Linked DNA regions of Danio rerio: region 2 is linked to region 1. A link is a contact called in public Micro-C data. All regions are on one chromosome and are shown on one strand. The core of a region is the stretch at or near the end of the contact, and the rest is flanking DNA. Distances in the headings are between cores, read along the strand shown. Region 1 overlaps fndc3a (fibronectin type III domain containing 3A). Region 2 holds the start of fndc3a (fibronectin type III domain containing 3A).

The links. Hi-C and Micro-C count contacts between places; a contact is called where the count stands out from the background.
Region 2: a contact with region 1 is called in a Micro-C map of caudal fin, with 2.7 times the contacts expected there. The contact joins the promoter of fndc3a here to the enhancer-like site in region 1.

What each region holds. Positions count from the first base shown.
Region 1 is chr15:3,107,881-3,113,839 of GRCz12tu, reverse strand. All of the region lies in intron 3 of fndc3a (fibronectin type III domain containing 3A), which reads left to right. Among named protein-coding and RNA genes, the nearest start is that of mlnr, 69 kb to the right of the region's middle. Within about 2 kb of position 3,664, at least 32 of the 62 cell types and tissues checked have an H3K27ac peak or open chromatin away from gene starts, as enhancers often do. A contact at or near this core is called in caudal fin, where this site is marked.
Region 2 is chr15:3,183,669-3,190,006 of GRCz12tu, reverse strand. fndc3a (fibronectin type III domain containing 3A) reads left to right here and starts at 1,803. Exons shown (of 26, transcript XM_073924234.1): 1 at 1,803-2,195.

The DNA.
Region 1 (5,959 bases), core at 2,415-4,914:
CAAGGGTTGGTTATTAAATTAGTACTGTCCCATGTTTTTGGTAGTCCGTTCACGCAACCTGTGTTGTTACCTCTTGCTAAATGCTGTCAGCCATCTCTAGCGAATCTCTAATCCGCTAATGGAGCACTATAGGACCCTCTTAACCGGTGACAAAGTGTTAAGAGGATAGAGCCTCAATTACTCCTAAAGAAAGGAGGAAAATGTCTTGCAACTAATCAGACCACAGGTAATCAGGGGTGCCAGTTTCGAGCTGGGTTAACATTTTGTAATTAGCACTTAGACTAGATGAGGGGTTGTTGGAATGGTCTTTGATTCGATTATTTCCGGGGCCATTGTAGACTGTGTGTGTCGATGTAATGCTAGGGTTTTAGGTTGGAGTAGCTGAAATGAAAGGCTCAGATGTTCCTGGATACAAGATTGCAGAATTGAAAATGAGATTAGTCACATCTCCTGTTGATGAGGAAAACACGTCATTACACCATGTACAAGGCCACAAAACCACAACCAGCAACACTAGTTTAAGGGTGCTTTCACACTTGGTTCATTTGCCTGGACTGTACCCAATTTCGATTGTCTCCCCCTGCCACCTCTTCGGTTGGTTTGTGTTCACACTGTCTTTTTTCCTTTTGAACCCCGGTACGATTGCGTCATCGAGCTGCTGTTTTACAGCAGTTGCTAGGTGACGGTCACGAAAGCAAGCGCAGAAATGGAAAGACTTCCGCACATCGCGGTCATTCTGCTTTTACTGAAGCTTTTGGTTTTGAACATACAGAAAGCGACTCGCGTCCATCTGTCGCAAAAATATTATGAACATTCAGAACATCACACAGCGTCTGCAGGAGCTGTTTTTGGACGAGACAAGCAGACATCACTGTGTATCACTGTGTTTGCCCTGGCTCTGTCCTGCGCGTGTCACCAAGGTACGAAACGTGACACACACACACACACATAAACATGAACGAACGTTATAAAAACGTTTGTTGTACAGTCGGCAGTCCTCTTCCGTGATTTGGGACGATTGCATTCACATCATAAGTGAACCGTACCAGAGTTCGCATGAATCGTACCCCAGACCACCTCTTTCAGGTGGACTCGGGTACACTTCACGGGTGCGCACCCGAGTTCAGAAGACACGTTCACACTAGCTAAACGTACCGTACTATGACGTCAAACGAACCTGGGTGCGGACCAAAAGTGCTAATGTGAAAGCACCCTAAGTAACAATTCACACCATTTACTACCGGCTTATTACTTGCATATTAATAAGATATTAACTGTTTATTAGCACTTATAAGGCATACTCCTATTATGTACAGTTGCCTTGACCCGGGCCAAAGCACGCTTGTCCCCCCTCCCGTCTCCCCCAACGACCCGCACTCGCATTACATTCGTGCCTGAGCACGTTTACGTCATCGATGATGCGATGTTCAATAAGAAGCGCTTCGCTCAGCACATTAGACATTTCTTTATATCGTTATATCATTTTAGTCGATTAAGATGCAGTGACGCAGTCAAATATTTCGCTGAACAGATCAGCCACTTTTGATGCTCATAAACAATCATAAAGCCCTCGTGCTGCAGGAATTAGGAGGTTTGCTGAAGGTGCAGCTGCGTGCAGTGAGGGGTTTGCGTCTTTAATAATCTACGACAGTGTGCGTTCATTGAACAGTAAGAATGATTAATAAACACATATGAAACAGTCCCTTAAAAGTCACGTCTCGCTTTCAGTTTCGGGCTGAGGCGTGATTTACACTCACACTAAAAGCGTACCGCGCCAAAGCACAAGTGAAACACACTCTGGCACACCTCTTCCAACCGGGCCAGGGTCGTCCAACTGAACCATCTCTGATGCTGCGTTCACACCAGACGCGAAACGCGTGTCAAGTGCGAGTGATTTACATGTTAAGTCAATGCAAACGCGCGAATAGACATCCTGCGGCACGATGTGCGCGAATGGCGCGGCGCGAAAGACGTGAATTGCGCGAATGTCGGGATTCGTGTGAATGGCGTGGCGCAGATTGAGCGTTTTGCGCGTTTCGCGTGAATCTTTCGAATTCAAAAATCTGAACTTCAGCGGACATTCGTGCTGTGTTAACCAATCAGAAGCTTGCTCTTGTGGGGGCATGATTGTGACGTAGAACCTGTTGATGGCGTCCCGGGGGAAATCCTCCAGGCGACACCGACAACAAGTCATCAAACTGGTCTGGGCTCAGTCAGAAGCACCGCTGAATCCTTCCATTATCCAGGGTAGGTTTCTGGAGGAGTTTATGAGCTCACAGAGCTGGATGCACCTCTGAAAGGATGTAGTGGACTCAGACACAGTCCTATACGTAGCGACGCTGTTTTTCAGTCTCCATAAAGCACATAAACACTGTTATTTTCTTAATAAAATCCATGTTAGCCATTTAGCTATGAAGCTAGAGTCACCGGGCAGACAGAAGCCCTGCCCATCATGCGAATCCGCGTCTGTTTTGAAGTGAATTTGACACGCGATTAAAGCGGATTTGACGCGCGAATGAAGCGAGTAACCTCAAATGCAATTTACCCACGAATAGCGCGATTTATCCGCGTGTTCCACGTCTGGTGTGAACACAGCATGAGAAACGGACCTGGGCATGGTTCGGATAGCATAGTGTGAATACGCCCTAAAACTGACAACACCGAGAGCTCCATTAGGACCAAGTCGGGTTGTGACCTAGTTTTCCTGTTCATCTCTTAGGATTTCAGTTATCTATCTTCAGAGGATTTCAGAGCTTTTGGAGCATTTACTCAACATCCTAAAGAGCCGAAGAGAACCCCGTAGGTTCAGAGGTTTGTGTTTGTAGTAAACCCCTTGTGAGCAGATCTCAAAGTTGCTGGCTTTCGAAGGCAGTCCAGCTTCCAAACGCATTTCATAGCTGCTGAGTGATGGTTTAGGTTTAAACGTGTTGGTTCTGGTTGTGTTTGTGTCTGAGCGAGATAAAAACAGAAACAGCTGTTTATTCTCAGAACAGAGTTATTCTTGGCTCGGTGCGTGTGTGTTTTTCCCGTCCTCTACGTGTTTGTTGATGTTTCCTCTGGAAGGCTGGCACTGGGGGTCCACGTCAGCAGATACCGCAGATCGCCCAGGCTATTTGGGATTGAAGGAGGGGGGGGTCTGAAATGAGAGAGAACGAAATAGAAAGAGGGAGGGGGAAGTGGCCTTTTGTGTCTGATCTCTGTCTGTGCTTTTGCGTCAGTCTGATGTAAAAGTGTGGGTGTATTTTTTCCCCCTTTAAGCCAGTCCCCCTTTTATCCACACCTATCCCGTCCCTTTTTTTCCTCCATTGCGATTCCTCTTCCTTTGTACTTCATTCGTTTTTCTTTCTCTTGTTTTAGAAGTCCTTCAATTCCTTTCTCTGTAGTCCTTTTTTTCTACCTAAATATGTTGAAACTTATACCTCACAGATTCATTCAACATTGTTCTCTACTGTTGGTTTCGGGAAAACCTGTTGCACACAGGACTGGAGTAACAGCACCTTTAGCTCTGTTGCTCTGTTGGAAAATGCATTCACAATCAGACGCGACGTTAACATCTATCCCTGCAAAATCCCATCGTAAATCTGAAATCGATTGCTCGGGAGGCTCTCGGATGTTGGATTGGATCCCGCCTGGGGTATTTTGGCTCTGAGGGGACCTGACGCAGGGCCGTTAGTCGGAGTCATTAGTCATCAATTAGTCTGCTTGAGTCTCTCCTAAAACAGGCTTCAAAGCCTGCGGATCACTCCACATCAAAGCCAAGAGCTAATAGTCCTCTATGCTCTTTGTAGTACTACGAGGCTTATTATAAGATGGGCTAATGATTTTAATAGGATTCATTGAGTAATGCTGTGTACAAGTTCTTGTTTTTTAAATATTAGCATTAGTGGTTGAGCGCAGTGGTGTTTAAAAAACTCGATGCCTTTTAGGGATTTGTTCGAAGGCGATCTTAAACCTGCTATTCAGGATGTTTTCTTTCACTCTGGTGTGATTTAGAGTCCTAATTTGGCCACATCTTTCTCTGCGTTTCAGCAATCGGAGTGATTTTTGGTGCCAAATCTTATTTTGACACATATTTTGGGAAAATGCCTTGAATTTTTTTAAAAAGCTCAATAGTAAACTCACAACACAATTTTTTTGCCCCATTGATTTCCATCACACTGACATTTTTTGATTGCAAAGCCATGACACCGTATAATCATGCATTGTTGACTGTTGGTAGTTTTCCACCAGAGGAAAAATGTGTAAGTTTTACTGTTGATCATCAGTGAAAACTTTTATTATTATTATTATTGGAATTTGCAATTTTGTTTTTGGCCACTGGTGATGCTGTAAACGCTAGAATTATTTAAAGATTCATTTTACTGCCTGTGAAATATGATTAGTGTGATGAATGAAGGACTCTTGCTAGGAATTAGTTTGAAGGTGATATTAGCCCTTTTGTGCTGTTGGCGACGTTTTCATCCACTCTGGTGTGATTCAGAGTCTTAATTTGGCCACAAATTTCTCTGCGTTTCAGCAATTGGAGTGATTTTTGGTGCCAAATCTTATTTTAAGACATATTTTGGGAAATGCATTGAAATTTTTCAAAAACTCAACAATACACTTAAAAACACAAATTTACTACATGTTTGTGGCTGTTTTTTTGGCCCATTGACTTCCATTATAATGACATTTTTTGATTGCAAAGCATTGACACCTTATAATCATGCATTCTTGTCTAATTGTAGTTTTCCAGAAGTCAAATGTGTAATTTTTACTGCTCATCACCAGTTAAACGTGTTTATTATTATTATTATTAGAATTTGCTATTTTGTTTTGGCCACTAGTGGTGCTCTAAATGCTGAGAAACAAAGGACTCTTGCTAATTTGAAGGTGATCTTAACCCTTGTGTGCTGTTGGTGATGTTTTCATCCACTCTGGTGAGATTTAGAGTCTTAATTTGGCCACATCTTTCTCTGCGTTTCAGCAATCGGAGTGATTTTTGGTGCCAAATCTTATTTTGACACATATTTTGGGAAAATGCTTTGAAATTTTTAAAAAAGCTCAATAGTAAACTCAAAACACATTTTTTTTGCCCCATTGATTTCCATTACAATGACATTTTTTGATTGCAAAGCCATGACACCGTATAATCATGCATTGTTGACTGTTGGTAGTTTTCCACCAGAGGAAAAATGTGTAAGTTTTACTGTTGATCATCAGTGAAACCTTTTATTATTATTGAAATTTGCAATTTTGTTTTTGGCCACTGATGATGCTGTAAACGCTAGAATTATTTAAAGATTCATTTTACTGCCTGTGAAATATGAATAGTGTGATGACTGAAGGACTCTTGCTAGGAATTAATTTGAAGGTGATATTAGCCCTTTTGTGCTGTTGGTGACGTTTTCATTCACTCATCCACTCGAATTGAATTTTTAATAAAAGGCCGATATGAGCAAAATGAGTTAAAAAGTTTACTTTTGTTGTTGTTGTTTTTTTTTTTTTTTTGACCACACACTCTGTGACCCACTGAAAATGTTCCCGCGACCAACTTTTGAGTCGCAACCCACCGGTTGAGAAACACTGGTCTACAGAACAAACCATCATTATACAATAACTTGCCTAATTATTACCCTAACCTGCAGTGGCGTAGCGGATGGGCCCGCAGGGCACGCACTGCGGGGTGGGCCCTGCGTGATTAGGGGGCCCCGCGTCGTCGCGATTTTCAATAATTGAAAATCCGGCAACCGCAATAATCAAACTCTTGGGAACAACTGTGGTCGGAACCAAAGTTCACAGGTCTGTGTTCTCTGAACACCTCTCAAGCGGTGGACTACTTCATTCTGATTGCTTGCCGCCAATGTTGCCTACTTAGCGACTTTGTCACTAGATTTAGCGACTTTTCAGACCCCCCTAGCGACAAATCTAGCGACTTTTTTGTGTTATTGGAGATTTTTTTTAGACTGTCATTTGTCCA
Region 2 (6,338 bases), core at 554-3,053, 78 kb before region 1:
GTGTGTGTGTGTGTGTGTGTGTGTGTGTGTGTGTGTGCATATTTAATCCCAGCTCAAATGACACAACCTTGTGTTTACTGACACTTTGTAAGCCATTTTAAACAGTATATTACCACATTTTATTGAAATTACTTTTCATTTATTTCATTCGTATTTTTTCTTTTCTTGATTTACTAACTGTTTCTTGGCGCCATCTGTCGGTTACATTGAGGAGGGAAAATTAAAAACTTCACAAGTTTTACATTTTCAGGGCGTCTGGAGTTTATACAAAAGCCAATTTTAAGACTTCTAGCACCATAAAAAACATAATAAACAAAGAATAACAAAGGTTAATGTTATCTGATGCCTTTTATTCTAAACAATGCCTGATGACTTGAAACAATATGCAGTATTACAAAAATATTCACCTACTTTTCCAAATCAACACGAATAAAAAAAACAGCAAAAACCTGCATCCAGAAAACAAATATTGCATAAGTACTTTTTTTGCGTGTATTAATTTTCAAGAAACTGTATAATACAACTTAGAATACAGTAAAAAAAGAACAGTTCTTTTACACAATAACCACATTAGATACACAAGATAAATAGCCAAACCAAAATAAGTTACATTAAACATATATATATATATATATATATATATATATATATATATATATATATATATATATATATATATATATATATAAAAAAAAATATATATATATATATATATATATATATATATATATATATATATATATATATATATATATATATATATATATATATATATATATATACATTCATTTATTCATTTTCTGCTGCTTTTCCAGGGTGGGGGCAGCAGAACCCCACACTTCCTCCAGCTCCTCTGTGGGGATCCCGAGGCGTTCCCAGGCCAGCCGAGAGACATAGTCCCTCCAGCGTGTCCTGGGTCTTCCTTGAAGCCTCCTCCCGGTGGGATATGCCTGGAACACCTCCCTAGGTAGGCGTCCAGGAGGCGTCCGAAACAGATGCCAGAGCTACCTCAGCTGACTTCTCTCGATGTGGAGGAGCACCGGCTCTGAGAGTGCGCCCTGCCACCCTTCAAAGGAAACTCATTTCGGCCACTTGTATTCAAGATCTTATCCTTTCGGTCATGACCCAAAGCTTATGACCATAGGTGAGAGTAGGAACGTAGATTGACCGGTAAATCGAAAGCTTTGCCTTCAGCTCAGCTCCTTGTTTACCACAACTGACCGGTACATCGACCGCATTACTGCAGCAGCTGCACCAATCCACCTGTCTACATATATATATATATATATATATATATATATATATATATATATATATATATATATATATATATATATATAATTTGTAAAGAAATAATGCAATAAAAAAGAGATTTATATCATATTTGCAAGAAAGATCTCAAGAAAGAAGCACATTTCTTATTATCAATTAATCTAAGAATCTAAGTGATTTAATTAAATGTTCTATTTCACATAGGAAGTCCATGAAGATTAGATTTTTTTAAGAAACCTCTGTTGGTGAAAGTAAAATTTCCCAGCAAGTATAAGAAAGTTCACAGTGGCTTCTTGTTTTGGTTTTTAAAATAACAAATAACGTCCCTAAGGTGTAAAGTACCACTCATATTAACATTGGAAAAGCAATGTGAACGTAAATCATTCCAAACCAGTGATGATACATCGCATGAAAAAAAAAAAACAAGTGTATTGCATAAGTACAGAAAGAAAGAGGAATGCACAGGACGGGATACGCATGCGCACGACGTGTGTGCGCGCGCGCACGCGTGTGTGTGTGTACACATTCTTGAGCGGAAAATGATGGCGATTATCCAGACGCTCGAAGAGCCCTGCGCTCGCAATGGATGGAGGTGGCCGTAAAAACTAACAACAATCGCGGGGAAAAGTTGTTTGCTTGGGAAGATCGCGACTTGGTTCGACCCCCGAACGTTTACGGACGTAGAAAAAGCAAGTGGATGAGGATTGAGACTGTAAACTGCTGTAATATTCAAGTGTGAAAGAGCCACGTAGCTTATAGAGATCCAGATCACACACACACTGGCCTAGTGCTTTAAAGCCTCCACAAAACACACACACACATCAACCCGAAGAAGAGAAGAGAGGGAAGTACATTTAAAAAAGCGGAACTTGCTTTTGGTGAGTCGATTCACGTTTCGCAGGGATGATTTGTGTTTAACGCTAGTAAATGTGCAGACCTTCACCATAGTGAATGTGCGGTTATTTACCCTGCTCCGTGTTAGATGTGACCGGCTGTCTTTTTGTTTTAAGTGCACTTTTATTTTAGCAATCATAGGAAGTGTGTGGTTTTAAAGTGTGTTTGTAAGAAATAAGAGTAAGGGCCTGGAAGTGCACACGTCAACGTCATCTGATCACAGAGCTGCAGATTAAATACTGCTGCAGTCACTATACTCACTCTGCGGGGCTGTGTTTCAAAGCACTACTCCGCTTACTCGCTAGTGTGCATGCGTTTGGGGGTGGCATCACTTTGGAGTGCTGGAGATTGAGCTAAAGTTGGTTTTATATTTGGAGTTTGGCGTTCAATTAAATGGGGAAGCAGAATTTTAAAAGGCTAATACATACTTGCTAACTCTAATGACGTCTGTTGTTGTTATGAGGACAACGTGACAACTTGTGACACGGTTCTTATATTGTTTATTACGCTACTTTTTTTAACATTCGACTTCAAATATGAGTGTAAAACAACATTAGCGCTGTTTAGTTGACTGTGAACAATGTTGTGCTTTGACAGTCATTAGCTGCTAATGCTAATATTGGTTCTCTATTTAGAATTTGCTATTGGATTATGTTCAGAAGGTGAATGTGCGAATATAAACCTGGTTTACCTCAATGTACAGCAGCTAGTTAAACATTAATCCAAATTTAATGTAAGTCTGCATGGGATACAGCTATACTGTAAGTTTACTGCAAAGTTTAGAGTTGGGGTAGGGTAGACGTTATTAAAATGTAATTTGATAAATAATGTTAATAATTCTCATTATAATTACTGTATTTACATTGCCGTGAGGGTGGGACTTTGCGTATATATTAATAAAATGCTATTTAATATGTAATTTTTATAATGATATAAATAAATCTAGTTGTAATTCCTGTATTTACATTGCCGTGAGGGGTTTGGGTAGGCCAGACATTAATATAATGCAATTTAATGGGTTTAATTCTCATTATAGTTGCTGTATTTACATTGCTGTGTGAGTCTTGCAGTTTGGGTATATGTTAATATACAATTTAATAGGTAACTAACTAAATAATATAAATAATTCTCATTATAATTACTGTATTTACATTGCGGTGAGGGTGGGAGTTTGCGTATACAATAATACATGCGATTTAATGGCCAATTTAATAAATAATTAAAACAATTCTCATTATAATTACTGTATTTACATTGCGGTGAGGGTGGGAGTTTATGCTATTTAATGTGTAATTTTAATAATAATATAAACAAATTTGGTTATGATTACTGTAAATACATTGCCTTGAGGGGTTGGGGTAGGCCAGACGTTAATATAATGCAATTTAATGGGCAATTCAATAAATAGTATAAATAATTCTCATTATAGTTACTGTATTTACAATTCTGTGTGAGTCTTGAAGTTTGAGTATATGTTAATATACAATTTAATAGGTAATTAACTAAATAATATAAATAATTCTCATTATAATTACTGTATTTACATTGCTGTGAGGCTTAGAGTTTGGGTATATGATAATAAAATACAATTTAATGGGTAATTTAATAATTAGTATAAATAAATCTTGTCATAATTACTGTATTTACGTTTCCATGAGGCCTGGAGTTTGGGTATATGCTAATAAAATACAATTAAATGGATAATTTATTAAATAATGTAAATAATTCTCATTATAATTACTTTACTTACATTGCTGTGAGGCTTTGAGTTTGGGTATATGATAAAAATACAATTTAATGGGTAATTTAATAGTTAGTATAAATAAATCTTGTTATAATTGCTGTATTTGCATTGCTTTGAGGCTTGGAGTTTTGGTATATGTTAATAAAATACAATTTATTGTATAATTTTAATAAATAATATAAATAATTCTCATTCCTATTACTGTATTTACATTGCTGAGAGGCTTGGAGTTTTGGTATATGTTAATAACATACAATTTAATGGACAATTTAATAAATATTATAAATAATTCTCGTTATAATTACTGTATTTGCATTACTGTGAGTGGTTGGGGCCGGCGTAGACGTTAATAAAATGCAATTTAATGGGCAATTTAATAAGTAATGTAAATAATTCTCGTTATAATTACTGTATTTACATTGCCGTGCAAGTTGAAGTTTGGCCATATGTTAATAAAATACTATTTAATAGGTAATTTAATTAATAATATAAATAATTCTCATTATAACTACTGTACTTACATTATGGTGGGTGTTGGGGTATAAATATCTGTATGCATGTAAAAGTCAGGGTTTAGTATTTAAACTCTAATATTGTCTGTAGTTTGGGCTTTTGACCTCAAGTATTGTGTCATTTCTGCAAACAAACATTTATTTAATAATTTATTCTTATTAGTGTTATTGTTTTTACTATTATTATATTCATCATCATCATCATCATGATCTAATTAATCTTTCTCAATTTTTGGTACAAACGACAAACTTCCCAAACTCACGCTGTTGAATGGACTCATTAAGACACTCAATTGAAACAGTGTGTAGTGTTTTGAATGGAGCCACAGGACTTCGGTTTTCTTGCATGTTAAGAAATAAAAGGCACACTTTACCTTTAAAAGTCTGCTCAGTCCATCTTCATCCACTGTTATTATGTCGTTTACCACCAGATGACATAAATGTTCAGTATTGCTTTCTGGTACATGTGAATTGACTACAAATCTTTTCTTTTTCTCCTCTTAAGGGGTCATGGCATGTTATTTTTATTAAATTATGCTAATATGTTCCTCGGTTACCTTACTGAGTCATACTAGTTATACTAACACTTTAGTTACACTGTTTGCAAAGATGATGTGTCTTCTCTAAAAAATATTGAGTTGATTTAGGCGAATTTGTTAAGGTCTTTCAGTAAACAATAGCCTTTATTGTGATTAGCTCAAGTTTTTACAAATGAAAAATAATTACAATATTAAGCATGTTTAAAGGATATAATAAGGATATATATATATATATATATATATATATATATATATATATATATATATATATATATATATATATATATATATATATATATATATATATATATATATATATAGGATGTAAATTAGAGGTGTGAACCTTTACTGGTCTCACGGTTCGGTTACGATTATCATGCCTTCGATTCGGTTCAATTCGATATTTCGGTGCATCACGGTGCATTGACGATGCATTCCATATACAGTGTTATATTTTAGAGGAGAGGCTATAACAAGCTGTCTGTAAAAACACAGAGACAATGCACCACACTGTCTCTCATTCAAACACAAACATAGACAGCACCAAAGACACAAACACACACACACGCACACACACACTCACACACTTAAGCCCTCGCAACAGGGAGAGCTCGCGAAGAGCGGAGCAGAGAAGCGAAAACGAAAAAAAAAAACGAAAAAAAAGAAGCACTTTTCCGACGGTCCCTTGCTTAAAGCTCCTCTCAGCGCGAGCTCTCCCGGCTAAACACATATTGCGAGGGCTTAAACGGAGCAGTGCTCGTAGTGTGGAGCGAAAAAAAAAAAGAAAGACAGCTGTGAAACATAACCAGCTTTGTCTTTTTGTAGGAGACACACTTTAGATCTTTTTAGGGTCAGAGGTTTTTGAGTTATTGCCGTCTGTAACTGAATGTGTGTCAAGAATATTGAAAACAAAACCAACTGAACCGCGTTAATTTCTGGCGCCCCCCTGGATATACAGCGCCCTTAGAATTTGCCTATGGTGCCTATGCCACGGACCGGCCCTGCGTTGACTGAGTGTTGTAAATACTCTCGCTCACCTCCCTCGCGACAGAGAGCATAGGAGATAAATGACGTCAGTACATAATAACCGGTTATGATTATTACTGAACCGATACCGAATTGTCCGCGTCTGCATCACTGTGCACCAAAGCAACAATTAATTTTGACACCCCTAATATAAATATTAAGGATTAAACTGTTAAAAAACTTTTATTTTCTAGCCTACATAAATATAAATATATCCATGCCTTCATCTCGGGAGGCTTTTTCAGTTTATTCATAACAATTTGCTTCTGTATAAATTTTTTTATTATTAGCAGTATTTTTTATTTGTTATTATTATTTTTTATTATTATTAGCAGTATTTTTTATTTTTTA